Regions from separate parts of the Canis lupus genome. Here region 1 is linked to region 2. Evidence: chromatin contacts called from public Hi-C data. All regions are on one chromosome and are shown on one strand. Each heading gives the region's core, a stretch centred on a gene start, on an enhancer-like site or on the middle of the called end of the contact. The rest is flanking DNA. Distances are from core to core; before and after follow the strand shown.

The links. Hi-C and Micro-C count contacts between places; a contact is called where the count stands out from the background.
Region 1: a contact with region 2 is called in a Hi-C map of blood, with 3 times the contacts expected there. The contact joins the promoter of P2RX3 here to the promoter of TIMM10 in region 2. A contact is called at or near these places in 3 of 9 Hi-C or Micro-C datasets (amygdala and blood).

Annotation. Positions count from the first base shown.
Region 1 is chr18:39,267,912-39,272,824 of UU_Cfam_GSD_1.0, reverse strand. P2RX3 (P2X purinoceptor 3) reads left to right here and starts at 3,412. Exons shown (of 12, transcript XM_038563245.1): 1 at 3,412-4,600. The coding sequence starts at 4,482. It overlaps SSRP1 (FACT complex subunit SSRP1), which reads right to left and starts at 2,336. Exons shown (of 18, transcript XM_038563247.1): 1 at 2,203-2,336; 2 at 1,573-1,708; 3 at 455-640. The coding sequence starts at 1,626.
Region 2 is chr18:39,104,001-39,108,378 of UU_Cfam_GSD_1.0, reverse strand. TIMM10 (mitochondrial import inner membrane translocase subunit Tim10) reads right to left here and starts at 1,461. Exons shown (of 3, transcript XM_038562460.1): 1 at 961-1,461; 2 at 435-547. The coding sequence starts at 505.

The DNA of each region.
Region 1 (4,913 bases), core at 2,163-4,662, 160 kb before region 2:
AACCCACTGTTGAAAGAAGCTGTTGCTGGGGACTGGATGTCAGAGCAGGGGAGGAGGAAAGTATGGAAATGACATTCCTGGTTATGTGCCTCACCGTGCTCTCTGACTTTGTGTGGGCAGTGCTTTGATGAAAGTGAAATTCAAATGCAGTACTGTCTTTAACTCAAACATGTCGAAACATTAAAACAAAAAAACTCAAACTAAAGTACCAAGACTCTGAATCTGGATAAAGGCAATGAGCAGAAACCACCAAAACATCACAATAACAGAAAATCTTCTGGAGTCAAAGCACAAGACATCCAAAGCTGAACCGTGCTTCATGGCCGCAATGGCCCTGCTCTAAGGAGCCAAAATTAGCAATTACACGGCCATCAAAGGAGCCCCAACTCTTTCTAGATTAAAAATAAACAACGTGGCACAGTAAACGGGGGTTTATGGCCACAGGACACCTCACCGATTCTCGGAAGCCGTCATACTTGTAGACGTGGCCATTCTTTGTAAGCAGTTTAAGTCCATGGCCCAGGGCGACTCGGCGCCAGATGCCTTCCGTCAGCTCCCCAGCCTGGATGTTATCCACTTTGCCCGTCTTACTGTTCTTGAAGATGATACCCTGGCGGCTCAACCTTAGCCGACCATCGTTCTGTTGGAAAAAACAGGCCCAAATGCAAGGGTACAATACACACTGTGTCCGGGGCACAGACAGTCCCACCCAACACCTACCTACACCGGGCTGGCCAGATCCAGATACAGGACCAACAGCTGGCAAGGGTGAGGGTCAGAAAGAAGAAAAAAAGTAACCTGGAAATCTGGATCCTAAAACCAAACCCTGGTAACCAGGTCCTTAGTCTGCAGTGGGGAATGGAGCGCACGACGACGGTCCCTTTCAAAGTCTGCAATCCTCTAACTCCTACACAGATGCTTTTTGAATAACGGTGGCTCAACTTACAACCTTTCAACTTTATGACGGTGTGGAAACGATATGCAACGAACAGAAACCATAATTTGAATCTGTATCTTTTCCTGAGCTAGCAGCAGGTGGTATATAATCCCCTCAGGACGCTGGTGCAGTGGTAGTGAACCATAGCTCCCAGCCAGCCACACAGTCACCCGGGTTGATCACCACCAGGCCACAACCGATACCCAACCATTCCCTACTCATTCTGTTTCACTCTCAGGATGGTATTTCATAAACCACATGAGGTGTCCAAACTCAATCATAAAATAAACCTTGTGATGGTTGCGCCGAAGCGCACGCCAACGTAAACACTCTGGGCCTGTTTAAAGTGGGTAAGACTAACCTGCCCTGTTCATCGGGTTAGAAACATTACTGTGATTTTTTTTTTTTTTTTTTTTTTGCTCAAACAGTATTTTCGACTTACAACGGGTTTTTGGCCACGTGACCCCACTGGACCCGGTAGGGAGATCTGCAGGCATTGCCTTTTGTTGGGGAAAACACCCAACTACACATTCCACTCGGACTCCTTTTCCAAAATAGCAGCATCATGGATAATGGATAAAAAGCCTACTCTCCTTCCATCTCTCAGCCTATCGAAAAGCCCAAGCCCTTCTTACCATGGAGCCTTTCACCTCCTGATAGACGTCGTTGAACTCCAGTGTTTCCGCCATTCTGATCAGCCCCTGTTGGCCTCAACTGGGAGCTGGGCCCCAACTCCTGGGTGGGTGTGCAGATACTCAGCAGGTTGGGAATCTGAATTCAAGAAGGGGGGGGTGGGAGAGTGGGTAGACAAACATCAAAGGCAGCACCTCCCTGAGCCCGTGGATGGAGCCAGGTGGCAAGGCCCGGCTGCACCTGGGATGTGTCCGGATCTCGTCTCCCAGGGACCCCACGGCAGGCCCTGCAAACCTCCAGGAGCCAGGCCCAGCCGCGGCTGGGGAACCCGGCCCGGAGTCGCGCTTACAGCGGGACCAGACGCCGGCTCGGGGCGCTCCAGCGGGCGCCATGGCAACGAGCAGCGGAACCCCGGGGGCTGCACCTCTGCGGCTCGCGACCCGGCTCCGAGGGCAAGGCTTCCCTCCCGGCGCTCCCGCCGCGCCGCGGCCCCGGGCCCAAGCCCCCCCCCGCCCCCTAAAATGGATTCGCCCGCCGCCCGTGGATTCGAACGCGGAACGGCCCATCACGGGCGGCCCGCGGGGGGGAGCGAGGCCCGCAGCCTCCCGGGGCACGCGGCGGCGACCACCCACCTCCTCGAGCGGCAGCCTCGCGACGGCCCAGGTGCGGGCGGTGGGCGCGCTGGGGGACGCGGGAGGGGGGGCGGGGACAGGGGGTCGGGGGGACGCTCGGGAAGGTTTTCCCGCGTGCGCGGCCCCGAGGCCCGCCACCGGAAGCGGTGCAGGGACCATAGAGAGAGCGAGCGAGCTAGAGAGACGCGAGCCCGGCCCGCCTGCGAGGCGGCCGCCTAGAGCGCCAGCCGGCCTGGAGGACCTGGGGGGGGCCGCGTGCGGTGCACCCTGCGGGGACCCCGAGGCGGAGGTGCCGGCGCGTAGGGCTCCTTCTTTAAAAGTCACACCTGTTGAGGGGAGGACGGGGTCCTGGGGAGAAGCCGTGCACTTGTCTCCCGTCTGACCTCCCGCGGACGCCTGCGTGCGCCTTTCCCGCGTCCCGCCCGGGACGGTCCTGGGGAGCAGGGGGCCGCGGTGTCGGTGTCGCAGTGACTGCCCCGTCCTCCCGCCACACGGCACCGGATGCTCTTTGAAAGGGCTTCTCTGTCCGCACCCAAAACTTCCCTCCCGAAGCCCGCAGTCCATGTAGGGGTGGTGGCCGGCGGGGTCCGCGGGGGGCGGGGCGGGGGCGGGGGGGGGTCACGGTCAGACCTGCCGGATGGCAGGGGGGGACCCGGTGCCCGCACCGAAGTGGATGGCGGGGGGTCCCCGCATCAGTGTGGATGGCGGGGGGGGTCCCCGCACCGAAGTGGATGGCAGAGGGGGTCCCCGCATCAGTGTGGATGGCAGAGGGGGGGGTTCCCCGCATCAGCGTGGATGGCAGGGGGGTCCCCGCATCAGCGTGGATGGCAGGGGGGTCCCCGCACTGGCGTGGATGGCAGAGGGGGGTCCCCACAGCAGCGTGGATGGTAGAGGGGGGCCCCGCACCAGTGTGGGTGGGGGGCGTCCCCGGTGCCCGCACCAGCGTGGATGGCAGGGGGGGTCCCCACACACCGGCGTGGATGGCAGAGGGGGGTCCCCACAGCAGCGTGGATGGTAGAAAGGGGTCCCCACCAGCGTGGATGGCAGAGGGAGGATCTCGGCATCAGCGTGATGGCACATCTTATAAAATCAGAGGAGGCCAGGCCTGGGAGAAATGGTGAGTATGTCCACTCCTACCTCCTTTGCAGATCAGAATACTGAGGCCCAAAGAGGATTTGCCCAGGGCCCCCAAATCTCTTTATTACCCCACCCGGTCCAGCTCTCCTCTGCCCTAATCACGATGAGTCTACATCCAGAATGACTGGTGGCACCTGTCCTACGTGAAGACATTAGGACAGAATATTTAAGTCCAAGACTTCCTGACAATCTGACTTGGTTCCGCCAGCTTGCTAACCCGACGCTGGCCTGAGAGGCAGCGGGCATGCACTGCTGCTCCCTGAACTCGTGACCCTAACCTCCGGGAAACGGCCACGCAGCCCTGTCCAGCAGCATACGTTCAATATGGCCCGAACCCCCACCCGGTTCTAGGATTTTAGAAAACTAGTGAACAAGACAGAAACAGCCCCAGCCTCCCAGGAGCATGTTATCTAACAAACGATTCAGTTAAGGAAACTCACAGGAAAACAAAGCAAAATAAAAGCAAACACTCCAATGTGGTTGACGCTATGCTGCGGGGCGAGCTCAGCCACTGCCAACCTGAGTTAGGGACATGAACTCTACGACTCCCTCCCAGGAGATCCAGAGAAATATTCAAGAGACCCTTCCCCCTGACCCACGGTATTGGAGACGACTCAGAAAGGGAGCGGATGGCCACTGAATTGCGTGGCTTTGGGAAGAGTCACGAATGAGGCAGGCACTCAGCCTGGGGAAGGCAGTTCAGTGGCTGGGGCTGGGACACTGCAGGGGGCTTTAAGGAGAGCGTGAGGCGGCTGGTGAGCAGGGAGGAAGATGCAGCACGGAACAGAAAGGGTAGACAGAGTGCAGATAAAACATGACTCCCAGAGGGCCCTAGCCAGCTGCATCCTAGGCAATCAGGAGCGGGGATTGGAGACCCCACCCCTGCCGTGACATCACAGGGGAGTGGGGTGGAGACGAACAAAAAGGGGGTCCCCCGCCCTGGCCTTGGACTCTTGGCAGCCCAGGGTGTCAAGAGCAGAGAGAGCCTGGGCGCTGCGCTAGGGTCTCCTGACTTAAAGGACCAGGCTCCCCTCCAAGCGGTTCCCTCCAGGCTTTGAGCTCTGTCTCCCTGTCCCGAGGACCTGTCCCTCCTGAGGCCACCACTGGGTCCCTCCTGAGTGGCCCCCGAGCGCTCTCTCAGTATGAACTGCGTGTCAGATTTCTTCACCTACGAGACCACCAAGTCGGTGGTTGTGAAGAGCTGGACCATTGGGGTCATCAACCGGGCAGTCCAGCTTTTGATCATCTCCTACTTTGTGGGGTGAGTCCTGTGGCCCTTTGGGTCCTAGCAGGGTGGTGGGGTGCTGCTGCCTGGTGTCCGCTCACTGTTGCTGTCCAGCTGCCTGAGCCTTTCCTCTCTTGGAAGAAACAGTCTTTTCTACGGAGTCAGGGATCTGGTCCCCAGATTAGTCCTCTTCCCCAGTAAATCCTCTGGAGTCAGAGAGTGGTTTCCAGGCACACACCCCAAGAAGTGGAGTTCTTGCCCCAGTGCCACCCTCAGCCAGGAGACGTCCCAGGTGACCCTCTCTCCTTCCTTTCCTGCTCCCACCAGAGAACAGACCACCCTCACGCCT
Region 2 (4,378 bases), core at 212-2,711:
CTGTGAGCCCTGTGAATGTTATTTAACCTCTAGAAGCCTCCATGTCTTCACCTTAGAATGGGACAACTAAGACCGACCCGGTGGATCATTTTGAAGATCACAAAAGATGAAGGCGCGTAGAATGCTCAGCATGTGCCCGAGGTGGAGTAAGAGTTTAAGAAATGTAAACCACCAAGCGGGCTGCGTGCTGTTTGCCACAAAGGCAAACGCTCAACCGTTCCTGAAAGCCAACCAGAGCTTGGACTGGGGCTTCTCTCGCTTGCCAAGTGCATTCCAACCTAGATGTCCAACTCCTTCTAGCGACCCGTACCGCGTCTGCATTGGCCCTCAGCCACGAGGAGCGTAGGTGGGGGTGCGCACCCTCCGACAGGTGCCCTGAGGAAGGGTGACCTAGGATCACTGTCAAAGACAAGGAGCGCGCTGTCGGCTCTCACCTGTTGTACATATCGGCCATCATCTCCACCTCCAGCTCGGCAGCCAGCTGCTGGGCCCTGAGCGGATCCATCTCAGCGCTGCGCCGTGGGAAAGATCTCCTGGCCTCCTAGTCCTGGGAGCGGACATCACCGTCAGCTTCGAGCCCTCCCGTTCCGTTTCCCATCCCAGGGGGACGTAGAGGATGCGGAACAATCATAGGACACCGGGCGGGCAGGGGTCACTGACCTCAGTGGGCTCAACTATCCCATCTCACAGATATGGAAACTGAGGCCCGGAAGGGGAACACAGCACGTCAATGGAGGGGCTGGAAATCGAGCCCTGGCGCCCCAGCCCCTCGTGGCCACTCTACCCAGGAAAAGATCTCGGGACCGGAAAGGAACACTGAACCGCGGGGCCTGAACCTCCAGGGCCCTGGGAATTCGATCACACGCGGTGCTAAAGGTCCACGGGTCCCGGCCCAGGGGCTGCACCTCTGACGTGGCGGCGAGGTGCATCGGGGTCACCTTGAAGCGAGCGGTCACTTACCACGGCCTGGGGCCAGTCACTGTGCCCGCGGTGTCCTCAACTTCGCGCAAACGCTAGACAGCCGCCGCACGCCCAGGTAGGCTAAGGCGGAAGCACGTGGGTCACTTCCGGGAGGGAAGTCCCGCCTCCCCTTTGATCGGACTCGCTTCCGGAGTGAAGCCCCTACGAGGCGGCGCGGGGAAATCGGCTACCATAGAGAGGAGCCGCCGGCCGTGCCCGAAGGCGACTTGCAAGGGCTAGAGGGGACGCCAAAATACCATAGAGGCTTGGGCGCAGTGCAGAGCGCCTGCAGCCTGGCGGTGCCGTCCCCAGGGTTTCGGCGGAGAGGTCACAGTGCGACTGTCTGTAGGCGGGCGCCGGAGGGCGGGGCTCCGCGAAGCTTGGCCGCAGCCCCCGAGGCTCGACGGCGGGTCACAGACCCCGGCGCGGCGCGGAGAAGGAAGGACGCCCTCCAAGGCCGTAGTGTCTGTGCTGCTCGTTACGGTCGCCCGGGCCGCTCCCAGTGCCCCGATGCCCATGCCTCGCTTCATACCAAGCAAATCAGAACCTCTGGGAGCAGGACGCAGACTTCAGTAAATGTTTCAGTTGACCTCGGGCGGTTTCTTGGTGCAGCCGAGGTTGCGAGCCAGAGCTCCCCGGACGGAGGGAGCGCAGCGGCCCGCAGGTGCTAAGCTGTCTCCGGGCTCGCAGGAGGACGAGCCGGGTCCGCGCAACTTCCAGACGCCCCGGCCCAGAGAGATGAACAAGAGCAACGTTGGCTGCCGCCGGGGCTAACCTAGTGCATCAGAGCGAGGAGGAGGAAGGGGCTGTGAGCTGCTCTCTCCAGACCCCGTGCGTGCGTTGCTCCATCTGAACCCCTACACCACAGAAACCCGCCCCCAATCCTTTTGTTTCTCAAGGGATTTCCCAGTAAACAAAGTGTACAAGATGCAAAGCGTCCGCTGCCCATTGGAGGAGGTGGGCCGGACGCTGTATGGCTGGTCACTGTATGCTTCCCTCACTGCCCAAGAAAGTCAGGATCCTAAATTCAGCCCTCATGTCTCCTCCAAGGACTCCTCTTTCGCAAACCCGGTGCCCCAATCCTTGAAAATTAAGCTAGAGGTGCCTGGGTGGCTCGGTCGGTTCAGGGTCATGAGACAGAGCCCTGCCCTGGCCCCCAGCTCAGTGCAGAATGGGCTTGAGATTCTCGCCCTCTCCCTCCTCTGCCTCTCCCCACGTGCACATTTGAGCGCGTGCGTTCTCTCTCAAATAGATAAAATCTTTTTTAAAATTAAGGTATAGAAAAAAAAAGTAAGGTATAGGTCTGCCCCAGTGGCTCAGCGGTTTAGCGGCGCCTTCAGCCCAGGGTGTGATCCTGGAGACCTCGGATGGAGTCCCACATAGGGCTCCCTGCATGGAGCCTTTCTCTCTGTGTGTCTCTCATGAATAAATAAATAAAATATTAAAAAAATAATAAAATAGGGGCGCCTGGGTGGCCCAGTGGTTGAGCATCTGCCTTTGGCTCAGGGCCTGATCCCAGATTCCGGGATGGAGTCCCGCATCAGGCTCCTTGCATGGACCCTGCCTTTCCTCTTTCTGCCCCCCTCTCTCTGTGTCTCTCATGAATAAATAAATAAAATCTTTAAAAATAAAAAAGTTAAAAACTAAAAATAAATAAAATAAATATTTCTCAATTCATAGACACACACTTTAAAAAAAATTTAAGGTATAACAGGGGCCCCTAGCTGGCTCAGTCAGTAGAGTATTCAACTCTTGATTCCAAACCTCCCCCCACCCCCCACCCAGCCATCCTCCTGAATTTGAGCCCCACCTTGGGTGTAGAGGTTACTTAAAAAAAATTTTTTTTCAATAAAATTAAGGTATGACATCTATACAGGAAAATGACTAAAATACATAAAATTTAAGCTTAATTTTTAAATATATATTTATGCTCATAAGCACCACTCAGATCAAAATACAATGTATTTCCAACACCCTTAAAAGTTATCTTATGTTCCTGACCAGTCAATACCGGCTCTCCCAAAGTTAACCAGTATTCTGACTTCTATTGCCTATTCTTGAACTTCAGGTAAATGGAGTCATACACTATTTGCTGGTTTGTGCCTGACTTCTTTAGCTCAATGTAGCGTCTAAGATTTCATCCACATTGTTGTGTGTAACCATTATTCATTCTTTTTTATTGCTGTCTAATGTTAGATTGTATGAATGAGCCACAGGTAATTTATCCATTCACTGTTGATAGATTTTTGGGTTGTTTCCAGCTTGGGGCTGTTAGGACAATGTTGCTGTGAATACTATTGTATGTATGTTTTAGTGGACACATGTTGTAGTGGTTTTTGCTTTTAATAATATAGTCAACATATTATGGAATATAATTGCATGGGAGGGACACCTGGGTGGCTCAGCGGTTGAGCTTGCCTTCAGCTCAGGGCATGATCCCAGGGTCCTGGAATGGAGTCCCACGTTGGACTCCTTGCAAGGAGCCTGCTTCTCCCTCTGCCTATGACCTTGCCTCTCGTGAATAAATAAATGAAATCTTTAAAAGAAAAAAGAAATCGCATGGGAAAACGAGTTCTTACAAGTGTAATCTGTTTCCTCGATAGGATTTTTATTAGAAAAAAAAAAGGATTTTTATTAGGTGTTACGAAAGCATACTATATAATTCCATTTAAATAATATTCTCAAAATGACAAAATTATAGAGACAAAGAGATTAATGGTTACCAAGGGTTAGAGCCATACAGGTGAGAAGAGGGAGGAAGGTGTGCCTATAAAGGGGTAGAACAAAGGAGATCTTTGTGGCAATGGGATGGTTATCCACCCAGATTGTGGAGATATTTATATGAATCTTTCTTTTTTTTTTAAGATTTCATTTATTTACTCATGAGAGAGACACAGAGAAAGAGAGAGAGGCAGAGATACAGGCAGAGGGAGAAGCAGGCTCCATGCAAGGAGCCCAACGTGGACTCGATCCTGGGACTCCAGGATCATGCCCTGGGCGGAAGGCAGGTGCTAAACTGCTGAGCCACCCCGGGGTCCCTGTTTATATGAATCTAAACATGTGAGATAAGATGTCATAGAACTATATACACTATTGTTCCAGTGTCAATATCTTGGCTTTGATATAGCATATAGTTATGTAAGATTTAACCTTCAGTACTGTCTCTGTACTATTTATGCAACTTCCTGTAATCCTACAATTATGTCAAAATAAAAAGTTAAAACAATCCTTACAAAAATGAAAAATAAAAAATGCACTAAAAGCCCCTAGTCCATGGCAGATGCTCAATAAAAAGAAATCATTGTTCTCATTCTTTTAATTTTTAGACTTTTATTAGAGCAAATTAAAAACATACAGAAAAGTGGAGAGCACAGTATACTGAATTTCCACATACCCATCACCAGACTTTAACAGTTAA